Linked DNA regions of Mus musculus: region 1 is linked to region 2. Evidence: chromatin contacts called from public HiCAR-type data. All regions are on one chromosome and are shown on one strand. The core of a region is the stretch at or near the end of the contact, and the rest is flanking DNA. Distances in the headings are between cores, read along the strand shown.

Region 1 (3,572 bases), core at 747-3,246, 1.6 Mb after region 2:
AGAAGGAGGCATCCTCTTTCAAACTCAGCTCTCTGTTCCTCAGACACATGACTCTACAGACTGCAGGCTGAGCTCTGCCCTGTGCCGTCCATCCTGGCCAGCCAGGACACTGTCTGTGCTTCTCCTTGTGAGGGAACAGGCCAAGTTTCTAGAAATGACTGACACTGTCCGGTCCGAGGCTTGAAGAAGCTCGCTCTTGGAAGAACGGGTATACAGAGCAGCAGAACCCAGGCAACAGCAGGGATATGCAGCGGAGACCTTAGAAGGTTCCAGGATAGCCCACATGCACACACATGTTATAGACACGTGTCTACACACGTCCCTGTGCACACACTGTCACGGGAGATCAAGACGTGCCCTCAAGCCCTCAATCTTCTTCCTCATGAACTAGGAAAGCAGCAAGAAGCTCCGGTTCCACTGCTACTCTGGAGGCCAGAGCCCTGCAGGGAGGGGTGTAGGGAACTGTGTCGAAATACAAGTTGTCTCTCTAGTTCTGACCATGGGCCAAGCTCTGAAGTGACTTTCCATCTGAACCTTGATTCACCCTCTCTAAGAAAATAAAGAAATAACCCACCCTCTCTGCTGCGGACAAAGCTACACAGGACAGTGGGCGTTTAAAAGTGAAGAAATCACAACTGCAGACAACTAGTTACTAGGTTGCTGAAACCAAATCTAGGGGTAACGTTTCCCTGAGGGGTAGGTGCCACTTCCGGGATGATCCTGGAAATGGTACTCAAAAGGGGAGATCAGACTTCAAGGAAATGGATCCTGATGGTTGATCATGGCCTGCCAGAAACCAAACTCCTCTCCCTCCCAAAGAAAGCCTCAGGTGCCTCCTCCTCAACTCCAGTGCTTCCGAGTCAATCCAGATCGGGCCTTGGAGAATGAGCAAGAGAGCTAGGCAGGCCACACAGCCAGGCAGCAAGAATCTCCCAGGCTGTGCTCTGCCTGGGCCCAGCTCTGCCAGCCTTCTTTCTACTTTCACTACTGGGAAGAAATGAGTAAGAAGTCGGAGATAGTTCTGTCTTAGAAACAAACTCCCTTTTCTCTTGCCACTCAGCCTTCGAGGGCCTTATCTTGTCACCTTCAACTTACAAGGCCAGCTGGCTTTCTGAGGCAAGGAGGTCTGTCTCCTTCACCTCCCTGTGACCGAGCTCTTTCAATTCTAAGTTGGCCCCATCTGGAGTTGTCTGAGCCACGCAAGGCTGGGAGCCTGTTTTCCCCTCACCCCGACCTCACAGACTGAGAGCTAGATTGAGAGCCAGGTCACAGAGCAGACCAGACCGGTCCTGATCACAGCTGGTGGCAGGGAACTTCCCAAGCTGCCCCGCTGGAGCTGCCCGGGAATGCTGGTGGAAACCAGGTCTTGGCAGGGGGAGGGCGGCTCAAAGGCTGGCGGAGAGGAAAGGGGCAGCATCAAGTCCAGGCCGGGCGCCCACCCGCTCGGCCGCCCGTGGAGTCCCGCGCTCACCCGGTTGCGGGTCACGGTGTGGTTGAAGGTGTAGATGTTGACCAGCTCGCTGTTGACGTCGTCCGCGTAGGTGCGCTCAAACTCCGCGTCTTTCTGCGAGACGTTCTTGGGCCCCAGGGCCCCCAGGTGGCTCTCGACGGAGGCCACCAAGAGCACGCACAAGGGCAGACGCCAGGCGATCATGGCCCGGGACGGCGGGGATTGGCGACGGGACGGCGACCGGGCGCGTTGCGGCTGCCGCAGCAGCTTCCAGCATCTCACCGGGACCAGAACTTTAACCCCGGCCTCAGATAGGACGCGTCCCCTCCCTGGAGCCGCTCCTGGGCCTCGCGCGGATCCCGGCTCGCGAGGGCGGCACCGCGACCCGCTACCCCAGCCCGGCCCAGCCCGGCCCAGCCCGGCTGGAGACCCGGCGTCCGCTCGCGCCCGGAGAGCCGAGGCGGCGGTGGCCCTGGCCCGAAGGCTTCCCGGACGCGGGCCCTTTAAGGGCGGCGGACGCGGCGCAGAACTCGGAGCTACCAGGAGCTGCGCCGCGGTAAACAGCGGGCTGTGCCCGCCCGCTTACGTCATGGGAAACCGACGCGGATTTAAAGGGCCAGGCTGCCTCTACTTCCCACGCAGCCGTCGCCGCCTCCTTCCTTCGCTGTCCTGTGAGCGTCTGGAGTTGGGTTTTTCACGAAGGATCACTAAGTATTGGATTCTTGCTTTTGTGGTCCGCGTTTTTTTGGCTTTTTGAGACGGCTCACATAACTCAGGCTGGTCTGGAACTGGTCGTGTAAGTTTGGAGAGTCTTGAACGCCTGATCCTCCTCCCACCTCTACTGCTGGGTGTTGGCATTGCTGGCAAGATTCACAGAGCCCAGTAAGTGCAGGGTCTTGCTGACAGATGATTTCTTTGCTCAAGACAGGAATTGTGCTCCAAAATCATTACCCCAGCATCATTCTTTTTCCCTCATTGGCTCATAAAAGCGCCTGCCCACTGAGAGCAGCTCAGCGGCCGCTCCCCTCTCACAGTAGAGGGGATAACCAGAACCAGGGCACCATAACCAGGATGCCTTCCAACCTGTGAGCTCTGTCCCTACTCTGCAGAAACTGCTTTGTTTGTTTGAACAAAGCCCACGGAAAGATTCTGACCTTTCGTTGTCAACTGGCAAAAACCTTTCTGAGGAACTGTTTTGGCTTAGGCTTAAAAGAGCTCTATACCCTTCAACCCAGTCATTCCACTCCAGGGACTGTGTCCTACGAATAAGAAATACAAATAAAATATGGGGACAGCAATTTGCATCCCTGTGATCTTGAGAAAGCTCAAAGGAAACTGCTTGTTCACAGTGAAGGAAGAGGTGGTCAGAGATACTACTATGAAGTTAAGCAGATAGATTCTTAATACCATCAAAGGGACATCTAAGGAGGGAATTCAAGAATAACATTATATAAGTGGTATATAATCCAAACTTCAGACATAAATAGGAAAATATGCACAAGAACCGAGCTGAGATGGCTTATCAGGAAGAGGCACTTGCCATGGAAAGCCCGGCCTGAGCTCTACACCAGGGAGGAGAGAACTAACTCCACAAATTTGTTCTCTGACTTCCACAGACACCTGGCAACATGTGCTTGCGCACTTCACACACAGACACATGAACAATAATAAATTATATATATATATATACACACACACACACACACACACACACACATGTACAAGGGTGGATGAAGTGTCTCAGTGGGTGCGGGTGCTTGCCAAGATGCCTGATGACCATCTCTGGGACCCAAAAGGTGGAAGAGGGGAAAAACCTGACTCTGCAAGTTGTCATCCGCCCTCCACATGCATGCTGTAGCACCTCTGAAACATACACATATACACAATATGTAATTAAAGGTCATTACAAAGAACACAGACACACACACAGACACACAGACACACACATACACACACACACACACTTGGGTTCCATCCTGTTAGGAAAAGTATCGGTTCAGGGAGCCCCAAACCAAGTTCTCAGCACAAAGGAAGATTGATTTGCCACAGAAGGCATGGAATATGAGACAAAGACAGGAGACAGTGGATGAGGGAGAAGGGGAAGGGGTATTTGAGGACAAAG
Region 2 (3,733 bases), core at 815-3,314:
CTGGAACATGAGGTTGAAGCCAGGCATGGTGGCATGTATCTTTAATCCCAGCACTCAGAGGAGACGAGGCAGAGGCAGTAGAATCTGAGTTCAAGGTCAGCTTGGTCTACAAAGTGAGTACAGGTAAGGCTACACAGAGAAACCCTGTCTCGAAAAAAACAAAAACAAAAACAAAAAACGAGAGGGAGGGGGAGGGGGGGAAAGGGGAGACCGGTCTCAAAGGAAGTAGTATTCCAGGCTGTCCTTTGACTCCACACCTACGGTAACACATACACACCCAACACATACACACCACATGACCATTAAAAAGATTTTTAAAGAACTCGAGGTTTCGTCGGAATTCTGTCTTTTAAATGATGAGACTATATTGTTTTTTCTCTGTTCCGACTAATCTGACCACGAATTAAAACTCCAAATTGTGCTGAATTTATTTTCCAGAGAAAACACCATGCCTCTACAATTCAGGGAGTTTCCTGAATCTGCACCCTAACAGGAGGCACTCTATAGACACTGATCGACGAAACGTAATAGGTCATGTGGTGCTCAGCCTATAAGCGGCACTGTCCTTTCACTGGAAGCTGCTTGACAGGCAGGATGACGTCTCCATCCCAGGGTGGACAGTAGTCCGCCCAACTCTGTGCATGCGCACCAGCCTTACTCGAGTCCCGCCCCATCCCACTAGGGGTTACCGCCTCCGTCCAGGTAGGGGTGGCATGCGAAGGAGGGGCGTCAGTGAGGGCGGGACTAGAGGGCAAGTCTGGGACCTTGGGGCTCCCCTGACTTCCGACTACGCCGGAGGCTGTCCGGGTGACTGCCCTTCCGGGATGGCGACAGTTCCACGGCCCAGGGACAGCGCTCTTGCAGATGCGGTGCCCTCGTGGCTGCAGCGCACAGTCTCCGCAGCTCTCTTGCTCCTGTCCCCAGGACCCGCAGTTCCCAGCCAGGAGTCGGGTGTCCCGGGTGGCTTGAGGACACGGGGTGCTCGGCAGGTGGCAAGCGGCGCCGCCTGCCCATCCTGACTGGCAGAGCCTAGGCTGCCAGAGCGAGGGGCCTCCCGAGGCTACGTGCGGCTTCTCTCGCCTACGCCTTGTGCTCCAGCGGCTGTGCAGCGGAGCAGAAAGCTGCGGTGGCGTGCTTCGGGGACCCACAGCCCCGCAGTACGGACCCCCTACTGATGTCGCAGGGTAATAGGGATCCAGAGGCAGTTCCAAGGGGGTCTCATCCAGACCTAAGCCCTAGGCGCGCCTTCTGCGTGTCATTGCAGGGTGAACTGAGGGGCTTGTCCCCCCGTTTAATTTTGCAACTACTGCAGTTATCTCGCTCCTTACCTACTGTTGTTCCTTGCACATTTCAGTGACAGAGGCCAGCCTTAGTGGAAAAAGGAGAATGGGAAATTCCAGAAATAAACGATAGGCTTTAAGAAACTTTTACTATGGTGCCTCATTGTGTTTTACTATTTACTTACTAGGTCTAATTTATGTATCTACCTTTTATCACTGTGTGTATAAGGAAAGTGTATGCGCTGTTCCCTACCACCATGAGGAGTTCAAGAAATATATCCCCCAATGAAGGGGATACCTATTAGGAAACTGTACTCCATTGTGTGCTAAGCATTTGGTGAAGGCTCAGCAGTGGGTGTGGGGTTGTTTTTAAGGTATGTGGTTGATTGAATGAACCTGGGGGGTAGGAACCGATCTAGTGCCTTTCACAATGTCCGGCAGCCTGGCACCGCAAAGGAACCTGAGAGAATGAGAAAGTTCATTGACCAAGGGAGTAGGGCTATACTGAGAGCTTGCTCTGCTCATCCTACCCGAGCCTCCCCTGGGCTTGTGCAGACAAAAGTAATTAGGCTGAGCCTTTAATCACAGCTGGCTTCACAGGCAAGAAGACTTGGGAAAGGAGGGAAGGGCAAGCAGTCCTGGGGACCCTCTCCTCCCCCGGTTTGGCTCTCAGTAACCTGTTTTCTTGTCTCTCTCAGGACACTGGGTTCCCTGGTTGCTGCCCCAGGCTTAATGATTGTCCAGAAGGCGGCTATAAAGAGCCTGGGTGGAGGAGAGAGAAAGCGCACAGAAAAACACAGCTCAGCAGATCCAGGCACTAAAGAGAGCTAGCTGCAAGCAGGAGCAGTCAAGAATCTGTGGTCAGAAGTACTGGAGTGGGCCAGCAGGGCCAGCTTTTTCTACCATGGCAGCCCAAGGCTACGGCTACTATCGCACTGTCATATTTGCGGCCATGTTTGGAGGCTACAGCCTGTACTATTTCAACCGCAAAACCTTCTCCTTTGTCATGCCCTCCTTGGTGGATGAGATCGCTCTGGACAAGGACGATTTGGGTAAGCCATGGAAGGGCAGGGTGGTGGGCTGTGGGATACACCATTTGGAGTATGGTTTGTCCAAGCATGGGGGGTTTCAAGCTTGTATCAGGTGGAGAGGCTGAGCTCCATGTGCCTGGGTGTGGGTGTACATGTGAAACCAGTGCTTAGCCGGTGTATATGCCTGGCACCCACACGTGCCCAGGAGGTGCTACTGGGAGCGGGTAGCAAGGTTTTCACACCTGTTCGTGCATGCTGCACCTGCAGGTCACGGTGAACACTGGGAGAGTAGCACCATGATTTGATGTGTCCTGCGTGCTACCTGCCAGGGGGAATAAGATCTTTGACTCTAGAGTCCTTCGCATTCAGACGTGTTTGGGCTTTTGGCGAGCATTCAGAGTGAGGTGGGAACTGCATATTCCAGGGGTAAAGAAAGAAAGAAATCCAAGAGGCTGAGAAGGTCCAAGTCAGCCTGGGCCTGTGATGCACGGCTCAGCAGGCAGGAGAGTGTCAAATCCGGGAAGGAACCTGTCTCACCCTGCCAGGCACCTGTACACACCTGACCCCTTACCTTCCTCCGCCCCTCCTGTGCCTCTGCCCTGTCCCTAACCCCTCAGGTGTCCTGCTCCCTGCTCCCCTTCGCTGCAGGGCTCATCACAAGCAGCCAGTCGGCAGCCTACGCCATCAGCAAGTTTGTGAGCGGGGTTCTGTCAGATCAGATGAGCGCCCGCTGGCTCTTCTCCTCTGGGCTGCTCCTGGTTGGTCTGGTCAACGTAGTCTTCTCATGGAGCTCCACAGTGTCAGCCTTTGCTGCTCTTTGGTTTCTTAATGGTCTGGCACAGGGGCTGGGCTGGCCCCCCTGTGGGAAGATCCTGAGGAAGGTGAGTGCATCTGATGAGCCTGAGGGGGAGGGCACCCAGTGGGCACTTGGGAGCACCTCTTCTTACACAACCCTTCCACCCCTAACCCATAGCAGGTTCCTTAGGAGTTCCCTGCCAGCTCCTGCTGCTGTTGGGATATTTTAGGAGCCTGAGGGTGGTGGGATCGGGTGGCAGACGAGGGACTGGGCTCCGCCAAGTAGAAGCACTCTTCCCTCATCCCTGTAATGTGAGTGTCTAGGTCTGCCACACTCGAGCTGCTCCTTCTGTGTGGCCTCTAAGCCAGGCACCTATTCTGTTCCCCTCTGCCTCACAGTGGTTTGAGCCATCCCAGTTTGGCACTTGGTGGGCTGTGTTGTCAACCAGCATGAACCTGGCTGGAAGTTTGGGACCTATCTTGGCAACGATCCTCGCCCAGAGCTACAGCTGGCGCAGCACACTGGCCCTGTCTGGGGCACTGTGTGTGGTTGTCTCCTTCTTCTGTCTGCTGCTTATCCACAATGAACCTGCTGATGTTGGACTCCGAAATCTGGACCCTGCCCCC

Evidence for each region. HiCAR-type assays count read pairs that join an accessible place to other places.
Region 1: a HiCAR-type map of astrocytes shows a contact between it and region 2, with 3 times the contacts expected there. The contact joins the promoter of Sidt2 here to the promoter of Slc37a4 in region 2. A contact is called at or near these places in 2 of 39 promoter capture datasets (liver and pre-B cells) and 1 of 115 datasets of contacts at active chromatin or transcription factors (astrocytes).

What each region holds. Positions count from the first base shown.
Region 1 is chr9:45,953,253-45,956,824 of GRCm38.p6, forward strand. It overlaps Sidt2 (SID1 transmembrane family, member 2), which reads right to left and starts at 1,997. Exons shown (of 26, transcript NM_172257.4): 1 at 1,472-1,997. The coding sequence starts at 1,654. It overlaps A830035O19Rik (RIKEN cDNA A830035O19 gene), which reads left to right and starts at 734. Exons shown (of 1, transcript NR_152206.1): 1 at 734-2,746.
Region 2 is chr9:44,396,290-44,400,022 of GRCm38.p6, forward strand. Slc37a4 (solute carrier family 37 (glucose-6-phosphate transporter), member 4) reads left to right here and starts at 2,065. Exons shown (of 8, transcript NM_008063.3): 1 at 2,065-2,332; 2 at 2,960-3,192; 3 at 3,506-3,733. The coding sequence starts at 2,185.